Linked DNA regions of Mus musculus: region 1 is linked to region 2. A link is a contact called in public Hi-C data. All regions are on one chromosome and are shown on one strand. The core of a region is the stretch at or near the end of the contact, and the rest is flanking DNA. Distances in the headings are between cores, read along the strand shown.

The links. A called contact is a pair of places that touch in the nucleus more often than the background predicts.
Region 1: a contact with region 2 is called in a Hi-C map of bone marrow-derived macrophages, with 25 read pairs. The contact joins two enhancer-like sites. A contact is called at or near these places in 9 of 39 promoter capture datasets (the C10 cell line, the HPC-7 cell line, the SN4741 cell line and 5 more), 30 of 484 Hi-C or Micro-C datasets (B cells, LSK cells, bone marrow-derived dendritic cells and 13 more), 6 of 115 datasets of contacts at active chromatin or transcription factors (the HPC-7 cell line, bone marrow-derived macrophages, embryonic stem cells and 2 more) and 1 of 9 other capture datasets (embryonic stem cells).

What each region holds. Positions count from the first base shown.
Region 1 is chr11:115,079,174-115,085,427 of GRCm38.p6, forward strand. No RefSeq gene overlaps it. Among named protein-coding and RNA genes, the nearest start is that of Cd300e, 20 kb to the left of the region's middle. Within about 2 kb of position 1,903, at least 29 of the 459 cell types and tissues checked have an H3K27ac peak or open chromatin away from gene starts, as enhancers often do. A contact at or near this core is called in bone marrow-derived macrophages, where this site is marked.
Region 2 is chr11:114,814,746-114,821,415 of GRCm38.p6, forward strand. No RefSeq gene overlaps it. Among named protein-coding and RNA genes, the nearest start is that of Gpr142, 15 kb to the left of the region's middle. Within about 2 kb of position 3,701, at least 47 of the 459 cell types and tissues checked have an H3K27ac peak or open chromatin away from gene starts, as enhancers often do. A contact at or near this core is called in bone marrow-derived macrophages, where this site is marked.

The DNA of each region.
Region 1 (6,254 bases), core at 653-3,152, 260 kb after region 2:
CATCTGCAGACTCACTGGCACCAGCTGCCTCATGTCCCTGTGGCCATGACTTCCTCTCCATGTTGTACCGTGTGTCCTCAAACTGGAACAAATGTGCTTCTTCTCAGGCTGCTGTACCATGTGACTAGGTGTTCTTCCTGTGAGGTCACCTAGGCCTATGGTCAAGCAGGATTCTATGACTTCTCGAGACAATGCTACTCTCTGAGAGGAGGCCAGTCATGATGTGACAACAGGGAACAGGTGGGGACATGAAAGGGCCTTTCAAACTGATTCTCCAGGGCACATTAACTAAAAGGGACAGCAACAGCCACCTAAACGTATCCTCGTGCCTGAAAATTCCCACACCCAGAGGTCGTGACAAGGAAAACCCCCAAGTCAAAGCCCAAGAGATTCTAAGTCACAGAGCCTGGGGAGTCTGCATTTCCAAAAAGACCCATGGGGGGGGGGGTGTCTATGGGGAAGTCTAACCACTCTCTCAGTTAGGGTTTTCTGTTGCTTTGATAAGCACCATGGCCAAAAGCAACCTGGGAAGGAAAGGGTTAAGTTCATCGTACAGCTTACAGGCCATCATCCAGGACACAAGGACAGCAGGACCTCAAGACAGGAACTCATCAGGCTAATTGGCAAATATCTTTCTGCACTAAGCCATCTCATCAGCCCTGGTTTATTTCATTTAATCCACATGGGAATCCTAATGCCACCATACAATTCCTACCCCACACTGGACAGAGAGGCTCCAAGTGGCAACTATATGCCCCGGCAAGGCTTTGATCTGTGGTTGTCACGAGTGATTCTCCGTCCCCAAATTCCGGCAAGTCACAAGTTTTACTAAGAGCACCAGTATAGCATTCTAGTGCAGCACACACAGTGGAGGGCCTAGCACATCAGTAATAGCATCTGGGGCTCAATGATAAAGACGAACGGCCGAGCCGAGCACTTGGCATGTTCTGCAGCATCTTCTCATTTATTCTTCACGGTCCTGCAAGGAAAGGGCTGTCGCTCCTCACTAACTTTTAAAAAGATTTATCTTTTTATTTTATTTTTAATATTTATTTATTTCATGTATGTGAGTATACTGTCACTGTCTTCAGACACACCAGGAGAGGGCATCGGATACCATTGCAGATGGTTGTGAGCCACCATGTGGTTGCTGAGGATTGAACTCAGGACCTCTGGAAGAACAGTTAGTGCTCTTAACTGCTGAGCCATCTCTCCAGCCCCTATTTTTAAAGATTAATTTATTTATTTTATGTATATGAGTACACTGTCACTGTCTTCAGACTCACCAGAAGAGGGCATTGGATTCCATTACAGATGGTTGTGAGCCACCATGTGGTTTCTGGGAAATGAACTCAGGACCTCTGGAAGAGCAGCCAGTGTTCTGAACTGCTGAGCCAACTCTCCAGCCCCCGATCTTATTTTTTTCAGCATCTATTTTTATTTATATATTTATGTCTGCATGAGTTTATGTGCAGTTCATACTGCAGGTGCTCACAGAGGGCAGAAAAAGGCATCAGGTCTCCTGGAACTAGAGTTACAGGGGTTGCAACCTGCCTGATGCTGATGTAAATGCTGAGGACAGAACCCAGGTCCCGTGTGTGAGTTGTGAGCACTCACAATTAGTTAGCCATTTCTCCAGGACCAATTTATTGTGCTCTTAAATATGCGTATGTATACACGTATGTGGTAAGGGAGTGGTATACGCACATGTGTCCAGGAGCCCGTGGAAACCAGAATAGAGCTTCGGGTCCCGGGAGCCAGAGTTACAGGCAGCTGTGAGCTGCACAACACAGGCACTGGAACCTTGGTCGTCTGCAAGAGTAGCAAATGTTCTTAACTGCTGAGCCATCTCTCGGGCCTGCAGTTCTTCATCATTACCACACTGTGGCAGCACTTGCAGCTGGCTTTGAATAAAGGACTCTCAGATGTAGAGACAAAGTGGACTTCTCATACGTGGACGACAGGAAGCTTGTGTGTGAAGGTTCACAGCGGTGCTGTTTGCAACAAACAAAAACCAGGAGGCGCCATGCGTCCTTGGAGGGGAGAATGAATGAGCATTTGTGGTGTATTCGTTCAGCTCAACGCTACCAAGCAGCCCTTGGAGCCGTAAACTGCAGCAACATTGGCAAAACAAGAGAGTCTAGGAGGTGATTTTAAGTCAAAGTACCAAGGAAGCCGAGCATGGTCGTTCATGCCTGTAATCCCATCACCTGGGAAGCTGAGACAGGAGGATTGCAATGAAGTTGAGGCTAGCCTGGGCTACAGTGTGAGACCCTGTTTCAAAAGAGAAAAGAGACCAGGTACTAAGAGTGTGTGCTACTCTGGAAAACAGTTTGGTTCCCAGCATCCAAGTCAGGCAGTTCTGGAGTGCCCGTTACTCCAGCTCCAGGAGATCAAGCGCCCCCTTCTGGACTCCAGGGGCATCTGCACTCACATGTGCCAGGCACACACCTCTCCCCAGAAACACATAAATAAAATTTAAAAAACTTTAACACCTTTAATCTTAGCACTCCGGAGGCAGAGGCAGGTGGATCTCTGAGTTTGAGGCCAACCTGGTCTACAAAATGAGTTCCAGTACAGCCAGGGCTACACAGAGAAACCCTGCATCAAATTATTATTATCATTATTATTATTATTATTATTACAATAAGAAATTAAAGACCAAAAAAAGCAACTAGGTGATGGTGGTACACACCTTTAATTCTAGGAGTCAAGAGGCAGAGGCAGGTGGATCTCTGTAAGTTTGAGCCCAGATTGTTCTGCAGAACAAGTTCCAGGACAGCCAGGGCTACACAGAGAGACCCTGTTTCAAAATAATCATGCGTGCACACGTGCATAAAAAAAGGAAGGGAGATGGTTGTTCCTCCAGGCGATCATCGAATTGGGATGAGCATATGGCTAAAGCAGCTCACCACTAGGTTCCTTAGGGTTCTTCTGTGCTCCTGTGGCACTGGGATGGAAGAATGAATGAATGAATGAATGAATGAATGAATGAATGTCATTTATTCATGAATGATAAATGAGCCAGATATCAATTTAGTTCAACCATAGTCCAGTCTGATTCGCTATACCCCGAGTTCCATCTTAAAGAAAACTGAGCTGAGAACTTAATAAACGGACCCTTTGGATAGAGGGATTGAGTTACCCTCTCCCAGTCTTCATTCAACTGTACACCTCGGGGCTGGGGACAGACAGCCTGGAGGACCTGGGAGCACCTTCTGTCTCTTTTTGGAAAATGGCTGAAATCAGATCCCTGTAAGCAGGTGGCAGGCTGGGTGGGAGAGGCCGCTGGAAAAGGATCATGGCCAAGTGAGGTGTGACTTCAACAAAGAGAGAGCTGCAAAAACATGATGCCTCCCTTGCAGAGAATCTCTTGCCTGTGCCCTGGCAGCTGCTGCGGTCTGGGGGGAGGGGTGTGTAAGGGAGGGGTCATCTGTATTATTATCAACAGTCAAAACTGACGCTTAAAGAGCAAATTCCTCCCCAATAGGCAATATGCATATTCAAAATCCCAGAAAGTGATCGATCACAGACAACTTCTCTGAACTAAACACATTTTTACTTTAACATTTTCTATTACATTTTACTTAATTTGGGAGTGTTCAGGGGGCGGGATCATGCCACAATGCACATGTGGAAGTCAGAGGACCACGTCTGGGAGTTTTACCTGCTAAGCACTTTTTTTTTACTTGCTAAGATGTATTTCTGACCCTGACTTATTTTTAGAGGATACGTTTATAGGGAAGCAATGTGATGTTAGAATATTTGTCACACACAGTGCGGGATTATGAACTCTCTCACCTGGAATTCTTTGTGACAAGAACCTTTTAAGATATGTTCTATTTTTAATTATGTATATATGTGTGTATGTGTGGAAGGTGGGCGCATGCATATACACACAGGTGCCAGAAGATGCCAGAGGCATCAGATCCCGCCGGCCTCACCCCCTCCCCGCCCCCCCCCCCAGAACTGGAGTTAGAGTGCTGGTGGGCTGGGAATGGAGCCCAAGTCCTTTTTGAGAACAGTATGTGCTATTAACCACTGAGTGACCTCTCCAGCCCTAAACTTTTTCAAATAGAACGTGGCTGTGACCCGAATTCACTGTAGTGTAGAATGGTTTGCTAAAATGTGCTCAGTAAAGAGAACTTGAGTCCTTGGACCAGGCTCTTCCACCACACAGTGAAGGAATGGTGCAGGAGGGATCTAAAGGGTTGTAAGTAAGCTTTGACTTTACCTGCTATCCTGTTGTGCTCTGAATATCCCCTTCTCTTAGGGACTGTGAGTTTGTCCATTCTCAACATTAAAGTTGCCTGGAGACGCTGCTGAAGACAAATGTCCACTAGGTGGCAGCAGTGAGTCATGGAGCGCTTCACACTCTGTGGCGGAACCCCTTGAATGTAGAGGAAACTCTTGGGAAAGGGGGAACAGCTGAGGGGCCAACTGTGGAGGGACCAGAGAGGCTCCTGGAGTCCCAGCCAGGGGGCTGTCTTCATAGTCAGGATGTTGAAGTAAATGTGACTCACGATGGAGTCATTAGATGCTTCCTGTACCACTCTGGAGTGGTGAGCCCTCTTAGCTCTGAGACCCTGACCCTTCCGATGGGATTACAAACCGAGTCGAGCTGAGCCGAGCCGAACCTGAAAAAGTCCCCGTGGTGGGAAGTTTTCAACTAAGGAGCAGAGCTAAGAAGCTCTGAATACACTTTCACAGTCTGAACTGGGTGTGAGCTGTGACTCTTCATGAGGAACGCCCTGGCAGGATGGACGGTGGCAACGCAGCTCTACCTGGGCCAGCATGGCTCAGGGGCTGCTGACCCAATGAGCCCGCTGCGTGAACTTTGTGGCACTTGCTGCCCTCGGGTCTCATTATGCAGCTCTGAGCTGGGAATGGTATCGTTACCAGCAGGTTACTGAGTGAGATTAAGTTAGATCCATTAAACAGGCAAAAGAGCCTGGCACGTGATTGCCACAGTACATGGTTCATTCATTATTCATCCCTGATTCTCTGGAAAGCATGTGCTAAGGGGGAAGACAAGGGACAATAACCATGTGGCAGCCCGTGTCCTGGAAAGTGACCTAAGTGACTGACTCTCTCTCTCTCTCTGTCTCTCTGTCGCTCTCTCTCTGATCTCCCTCCCTCTCTCTGTCCTCTCTCTTTTTCTGTCTCTGTCTCTCTACCCCCTCTATCTGTCTCTCTCTGCTCTCCCTCCCTCTGTCTGTCCTTCTCCCTCTTTCTCCCTCCCTCCCTCCTCTCCTTCACTATATAGCCCAGGCTGACCTCAAACTCACAGCTATCTCGCCCTAATGTCCTAAGTGCTAGGATTATAGATGAGTACCACTTGGGGCCTTTCTCAAGGATGAAGAGAGATGCAAGGTGACCCTGTCCTCGGTGAGCCTTCTCTGAGTCTCACCTCCTTGCTCTAGCCTTCTGTCACACTAAATCCATATTGTTCCCAATGACAATGCCCAGATGGAGCACACACAATGGGGCAGACTCCGTGCCAATGTGTCTAAGCATCCTTCATTTAATTTCCACAATAACCATAAAAAAGTCACGTGGAGATGAGCCTGGCAAAAGAGCAAACCAAGCTGCACACTCAGTAAAGGGCAGGTCGAGATGGGTCCAACGTTCGGGTTGTAGCTGCTTATGCTATCTCATCTCCTTCCCCGACGGCCCTTGTCACGTGGGATGAGCAGCCCTACCTGTCAGTCACGTGGAGCGCACTGCCGTCTGTCAGAGGCAGGAACTGTGGCTCTTTTGTCTGTGTAGCATGAGCGCTGGCAGAGGCCTGGCCAGGGGTGAGTGGATGAATGGGGAATGAGCCTCTCACAGCTCCCGGGAAGGAGCCGTAGTCACCATTGTTTTCTCTGGGTCAACCCGACCCATAGCCTCCATTCCCACCAGGGAGGACAGGCTGCGGTGGAGGACCCTGCCCCTCCCGTGCGGCCCTCACTATCGTGGAACTTAGCCATGGACCTGTACAAGCCCCTCCAGAAGGTAGAGAAACTGCCAGAACGCCATCCCATCTCCGAGCCACAAGGCTTTCTGCAGCATGAAAGCCCCGTGGAGTTTATCATGGAGTTCCCAATGAGCCTTGACCATTGGACTTAGCAGGTTGCCAGCCTGACGTTTATCAGCATGGTTCAGGCACAATTCCTTAATGACCCAGAATGCACCTGCTGCTTAATCTCCATGTCAGACACAGTTTAAAAGCTCAAGAATAGTATTCTGGATATGGATACATTCAGATGGGG
Region 2 (6,670 bases), core at 2,451-4,950:
TCTAGCATAACTGGTTTAGGATAGTTGATTAGTAGAGCCCCCACCTGTTTTTTTGACTCAGTTTCCTTCATTGGGTGCAGGAGAGGCAATGAGGTGTATCTTGTCTCCATCCTACAGGCCTGGCCTACTCTGCAACCCCCAAGGCCCCATTTCCCTTCCCTGGTGTGAGGAGCCTGGACCCCCATCTCCCCAGCTGTTTTTGAGACCTCTCTGCGAATAACCCTGGGATCCTTCCAGTCAGCCCAGCTGCCCCCATGGCCGTTGGCCAGTAGAAGACTTAATCCTGTCTGTGGTAGCTCCTTCCCAGATTCCTCCTTGATGTATATTTAGCAGGCCAGGGAGGGTGAGCATTACAGGAATGCCAGCCAGGATGTCCTGGCTTGTCACGCCTCCTAGAGGGTGGGATCAGGCCAAGTGCTATTGAGGCTAGCCAGATGCTGCAGGGTAGGCTAGCACTACCAGGTACTGAGCTGGCTTCAAGCATAGGCTGGGCTCTCAGACCCTCAGGGTCTCATTGGGAAGCACTTGCTCTTTACCCGGTTCCTCAGGGACATGGAAGGATTGTGGGAAAGAAGACTAGCATCAAAGCATGCCGCAGTGCATGTGACCGGCCTGGGCTGATTGTGGGCGCTCCTGCTGCTGGGAAAGGCAGCTGAGACCGCAGGCTGGGGACTGGAATTATACAGAACACCTGTTTTGAGAGTCTCTTCCGGTCTGGGCGCCCACACTCTCAGACCTATGCTTTCACTTTGGGAAGTAACCAAGTCATGGTGGCCAATGGGGACAGAGAAGGAAGTTCTATGGCCTTCACTGAGAGTACTCCAGGGGTCCTGCCCTACGTGACCTAACTGCCAGGTGGACCTGTAGGTAGACAGTGTGGACACTGATGGACCACCTAAATTCACCCAGGGCCCCCAGGTACAGAGGCAGCTGGCTATTCACCTCACGAGGAGGATCCCTCCCCAGAACCCACATATAAGATACATCTTAGCCTCAGAGACCAGGACAAAGGACTTGGTCCAGCTAGCTGATCACCATCCCCATGGCTTTCTTCTTCCTCTTTCTGAGCGAAAGGAACACAGCAGGCAGATCCAGACAATGCCCCACTGCTCTGGGGTGCTTTCCCCTGACCAGTGGCCCTGGCCCTAGGATACCTGGGAGTAACCGTTAGGAGGCAGAGATTTTATTTGCCAGGGTGAGCAATGGGCCCATCCAGAAATGATCCAGGAATCATCAGCCATGAATCCAGGCCTGGCCCAGCCTGGATGGAGTCTCTGTTGGCTTCCCTGATGAGGGAGCATTGCTTCTCTAGTTTTAATAGTGTGGTAGCACACATCTGTGATCCCAGTCCTCGTGAGGCTGAGGTAGAGGTGGCAGGGTCACCTGAAATTTGAGGTCAGCCTGGTCTGTATAGAAAATTCCAGTCTAGCTAGGACTACCTATTAAGATCATTTGTGAAACAAATACAAGGGAGCCTGGGAGATAGCTCAGTTGATGAGGAGCTCAACTGGCAAGAGCAAGGGCCACAGTTTGGTCCCCAGAATCCAGGTTAGAAAAATCTGGGTGTGGTGACTTATTCCTGCAATCTCTGTGCTAGGGAAGCAGAAACAGGCAGCTCCCTGGGTCTCTGTGGCCAGTCAGACAGTCAGACTGCCCTGCTTGGTGGAGCCCAGGCCTTATTAAAAAGGAAGGAAGGAAGAAAGGAAGGAAGGAAGGAAGGAAGGAAGGAAGGAAAAGAAAGGAGGAAAGAAAGTGAAGGATGGATGGATGGATGGATAGACAGACAGACAGACAGGGGGTGAGGGGAGCCAGGGATGGCTCAGTGGGTAAAGGTACAACACTGACATCATTAGTTTGATTCCTGAAACCCACATAAGGTGAAAGGCGAGAACCAACCTGGGTTCTACACAAGCTGGGGCATGCATACTTGCTCCCACATCCTTCAAATACGTGCTAACAATAAACAAAAAGTTTACATCTGTTCAGGGAGCGTGTGAATGTCACAGCTTGCTCGTGGGCTCAGAGGACAACTCTGTGGAGTCAGCTCTCTCCTGTCCTTACAAAGAGGGTTCAAGGCACTGAATTGACATTGTCAGTTTGTGGGGTAGGCAACTTCACCCACGGAGCCACCTCACCAACCCATTAAAATCAGCAAACATGGCTGATGCCTGAGGAACAAATGAGATCCATGGTCATCCCCTGGCTTCTGCACTGACAGTCACATGTGTGCATGTTTATGTGCTCACCCATGCACATGCACACACTTGCACTTGCACATGCATGCACACGGGCACACACATGCACACTTGCACACATGCATGCGTGCACACAAGCACACTCGCACATACATGCATGCACACAGGCACACACATACACACTTGCACATACACACATGTCCACAGGCACACACATGCACACTTGCACATGCATGCACCCAGGCACACACAGGTACATTTGCACATGCATGCACACAGGCACACACATGCACACTTGCACATGCATGCACACACACGTTGTTGGGGGTAGAGCCCCACCCCCAGGGTTTTGAGTTTGTCAATCCTTTTAAACCAATCTCCAGGCTTTGGAAAGTGAGTCCTTTTGTGCCTTGCCCTCAGCTTCTGCTTCAGGGCTTGGCCAGGAGACTCAACAGCTGACTTTCAGGATCCCTATGAGAGAACCTCACAGAGATGCAAACAGAATGAGGGCCCTGGGATTAAAACAGCTATCCTTTCTGCTCACTCACCCTGTGGCTTCCTGGACCACAGTGAGACTGAAGAGTATAAATCCCTTCAGTGGCAAGGGGCCTGGCCTCTGGGAGAGGGAGAGCAAGTAACTGCTATAGGCCTGTCCACTAGACTGACTCAGACAGTACAGGAGGACGCATCCTGCTAGACACTGACCCGGGTTCTGGCAGAAGACACCCTCCTTTCCTCCTAGCTCCAAACTTTGTCTCTGTAACTCCTTCCATGGATGTTTTGTTCCCAATTCTAAGAAGGGGCATTGAGTGGGGGGAGATAGCACAATCCCCCTTGTTAATCTCCCCACTGTAGCCACATTGAATAAATCAACTTTCTCTGCTATGGCTTTTCTTACTGGCCTGGTAAAGATGGCAGATGGAGACTAGTCTATGAGAGCTAACAGGGACCAGGCTCAGATATTCATAACTCCACTCATGAGGAACTCAGCCTCATATATGGGTGGACAGAACTCCATGACACTCCCACAGTCTCTATCCCTTGGCCCATATGACTCCTGCGACTTCCTTTCATCTGTGGTTACAAGGGTAAAGGAGACTTACCTAGTAGGCATCAGCCATGGGAAAGCGGTAGTGCCTGGCCATTAGGTGACCTCGGGGCTAGGTGACCTGGCTTGTCCTAGGCCACCACCCCTCCTCAAGGCCCAGTTTCTGCATCTGGGAAGCAGAAGTAGGCACTGACCCAAGAAATCTAACCCAACCTTTTGTCATCTGGATTCTTTAGAGGCCAAGAAAAGCCAGGATTAAGGCTGGCTCCCCTGGGCTCCCCTGGTCAGGTGCACACAGGCGGTGCCTTGGTTCTGTGAACACAAACCAGAAACCACTTCCTGTGTGGCTGCAGTGTGAGTGGCCTGTAAGATTCCCACTACTTCAACCTCCCTCCTCCGTTAGTTCCCCTAAGTATGACCTCAGCGGGAAGGACAACTCCTACAAAGGGAAAAGGGAACAGGTTCAGGCCCTTGTGTTCCGAAGCTTGGTTCAGCTTGGTTCGGCTTGCCCCTGGCTGCATACTTCCCCAAGCTATGCAGAAGGACTGCGGTGGCGATCTGAGGACTGCTTCTCCAATCCCAGAGCCTGAGGACACTCAGCCAGCCTCCTTTATACAGGATGCAGCTCATCACCCGAGTGATTCCAGGCAAGGGTAGTACCCACACATCCTATCACACACAGCCTTGCTGACTATCACACGGGTGGGGGCAGGGATTGGGGTGAGCAGGGAGTTTGTATACAGCCTTAGGAATCCAAAGTTCCCTGTAAGGCTGTTGTAAGTAGTCTCTGTCTAGATCAGCTATTCTCAGTGTGTGTGTGTGTGTGTGTGTGTGTGTGTGTGTGTGTTGGTTAATGCCAACTTACTAGAATTCTGGACTCACCTGGGAAGGGAGTCCCACTGAGGGATTATCTGTATTAGGTTGGCCTGTGGGTGAATCTGAGGGATTGTCTCCGTTAGGTTAAAGGAGGTGGGAGCTGCCCTGAAACGTGGGTTACATGGTTTCATAGCCTGGATCCTGGATGCAGTGAAAAGGGAAACCAGGCATAGTGGCGCACGCCTTTAATCCAGCACTCACTCAGGAGGCAGAGGCAGGGGGACCTCTGCGTTTTATCCTGAGATCGAGTTCCAGGACAGTCAGAGCTACACAGAGAAACCCTGGTCTTGAAAAAACAAATAGGAAAAAGAAAAAGAAAAGGGAGGGGGGAGAGGGAGCTAAACTCCAGCAGTCTTTACATCCTGCTGCTTGCCAATGGATACAATGTGACTGATGGATACAATGTGACTAATTGTCTCCAGCCATTGTGACTTCCCTTCAGTGATGGGCTGTAATCTGGAAGTGTGAGCCTGGAGTAGGGGTGGGGGTTGTAGGGGTCAGGACCTCTTTTCTCTAAGTTGCTTTGTTCAGGGTATTTTATCACAGCAACAGAAATGAAACAGCATCCTGGTTCCTACGTGCTTAGTTGGGAAAGGGACCTGTGTGGAGCTCAAAGCAGGGAGGTGAAAGCTTCCCCCTCTCTCCTGGCTCACCTTACAGATATCACGGGGGCCTCCCTTTCTCTCCTTTTCTGCAGAAAGCCCACCAGGGGCTAAAATGGGGGGTGGGGAATGCCATGTGACCAGGCAGGCAGAGGCAGGAGCGACAATGCAGAGGTTTAAGGGTACCCAGAGGGTAGAGTTGCAGGAAGACCGGGTGGATGTTTGTCTAGAAGCCAGAAGGCTTAGTGGAGACAGGATGACCAAATGCTGTAACAGCACACTTGACTGGCAAACCAGTTGCTTGGTGTCAGACTGGCAAAGAGCACACGCTGTTTCCATTATGAATAGCTAGTGGATTAGGGGTGTTGATGGGGGGAGATCTTTGCCAGTGGGCCATTGTCACATCAGCAGGATTTTGGTAGCAGATCACCTCCTCTCTGTGGTCTGTCATCTTGCCTGAAGCAGTCCTGACTCTGTAACAGCATAAAGTCTTCTCGTTGTTTCCTCGGCCTCCAGGATGAACCCTGTAACTCAGCGTGGCCTGGTTTCTGATTTCCCCGTGTTCCTCAGCCCCACCTAACCCCAAAGCCAGCTCCCAACAGACTCCAGATGACCCTGAGGGTTGCCCATACAATTCTCAACACCTGACACAGCACCTGACCAACACACGGGGGTGGGGGTAAGAGAGCAGGGGAGCAAGCCATCTGGTATAAAGGCATCTTGTCTTTGAAAGGAAGCAAAGGGGCAGAGACAAACATCTCACTGCGGGCGTTGAGCGGCCTCCTGTCCATCCGGTAGTCACTGTATAAACTCTTCAGAATTTTGGGGTCCCCCTGGGCTCTTCAACCACCTGTGGCCCTATTGCCTTCCGAAAATCCTGCCATACCTCTTTTTTCTCTCCATGGCATCCAGGAGAAAGGGAAGGTCAAAAAGGTCACACAGGTGTCTCAAGGGAAGCCAAGCATCTGGTGTTTGATGCAAACAAAGGGACCTTATTGAAATTCCTCAAGACCCAAAAGTCCTCAGGGAGGAGAAGAGATGAAGATAAATGTGGGCTAGGACGGTAGCTCTTAGCAGGGAGGAAGGAAAGTCACAAAAGGGTCCTTTTGCTCTCAGGCACCCCAGGATCCTCCACGCCCCCTGCAGCTAAGAAAACATTCCAAGAGCTTGTTGCTACAGGTGCCCACATTCCTGTGTACCCGGGGGAGGTGGGGAGCCCAGTGGGAGAGCAGAGGCTGGCCCTTAAGTTTTGCTGCAAAGGCTGGGGAAGGAGCTTTTTAAAAAACCCTGGAGATACAATAGGGACCTTTAAGGAACCTGGAAGCCTAGAGTCTGGCAAGAGGCCATGTTGAGGTGATTGTGAGGTGGTCTTGGGGAGCCCCACAAGCAGAGTCATCTAGCCCCCCCTGACCTTTCTAGTCTTAGACCATCTATGGAAACAAATCAGTTGCTACCATTTATTTATTTATTTATTTATTTATTTATTTATTTATTTATTTATGGTTTTTTGAGACAGAGTTTCTCTGTATAGCCCTGGAACTCACTTTGTAGACCAGGCTGGCCTCTGCCTCCCAAGTGCTGGGATTAAAGGTGTATGTATTTATTTTAATGAGTACACTGTAGCTGTCTAAAGACACACCAGAAGAGGGCATAGAAGCCACCATGCGGTTGCTGGGAATTGAACTCATGACCTCTGGAAGAACAGTCAGTGCTCTTAACCACTGAGCCATCTCCCCAGCCCCAGGAGCTGCCACTTTGGACCAGGCTAAAAGTGGGCCAGGTCCTGCAGCTTGCAGTCACTGGGTCCAGGCCTGCCTAAGGTGGAAGGAGGGTTCAGTAGGCTCCCCAGTGGCAAGGTCAGGAGTGTCTCTCTGGGGTCAGCATGCTTTAGTTCATCTTGAGCCTATTCCTGAGGGAATGCAGTCTCCATGAGGCTTTGAGAGAGGAGC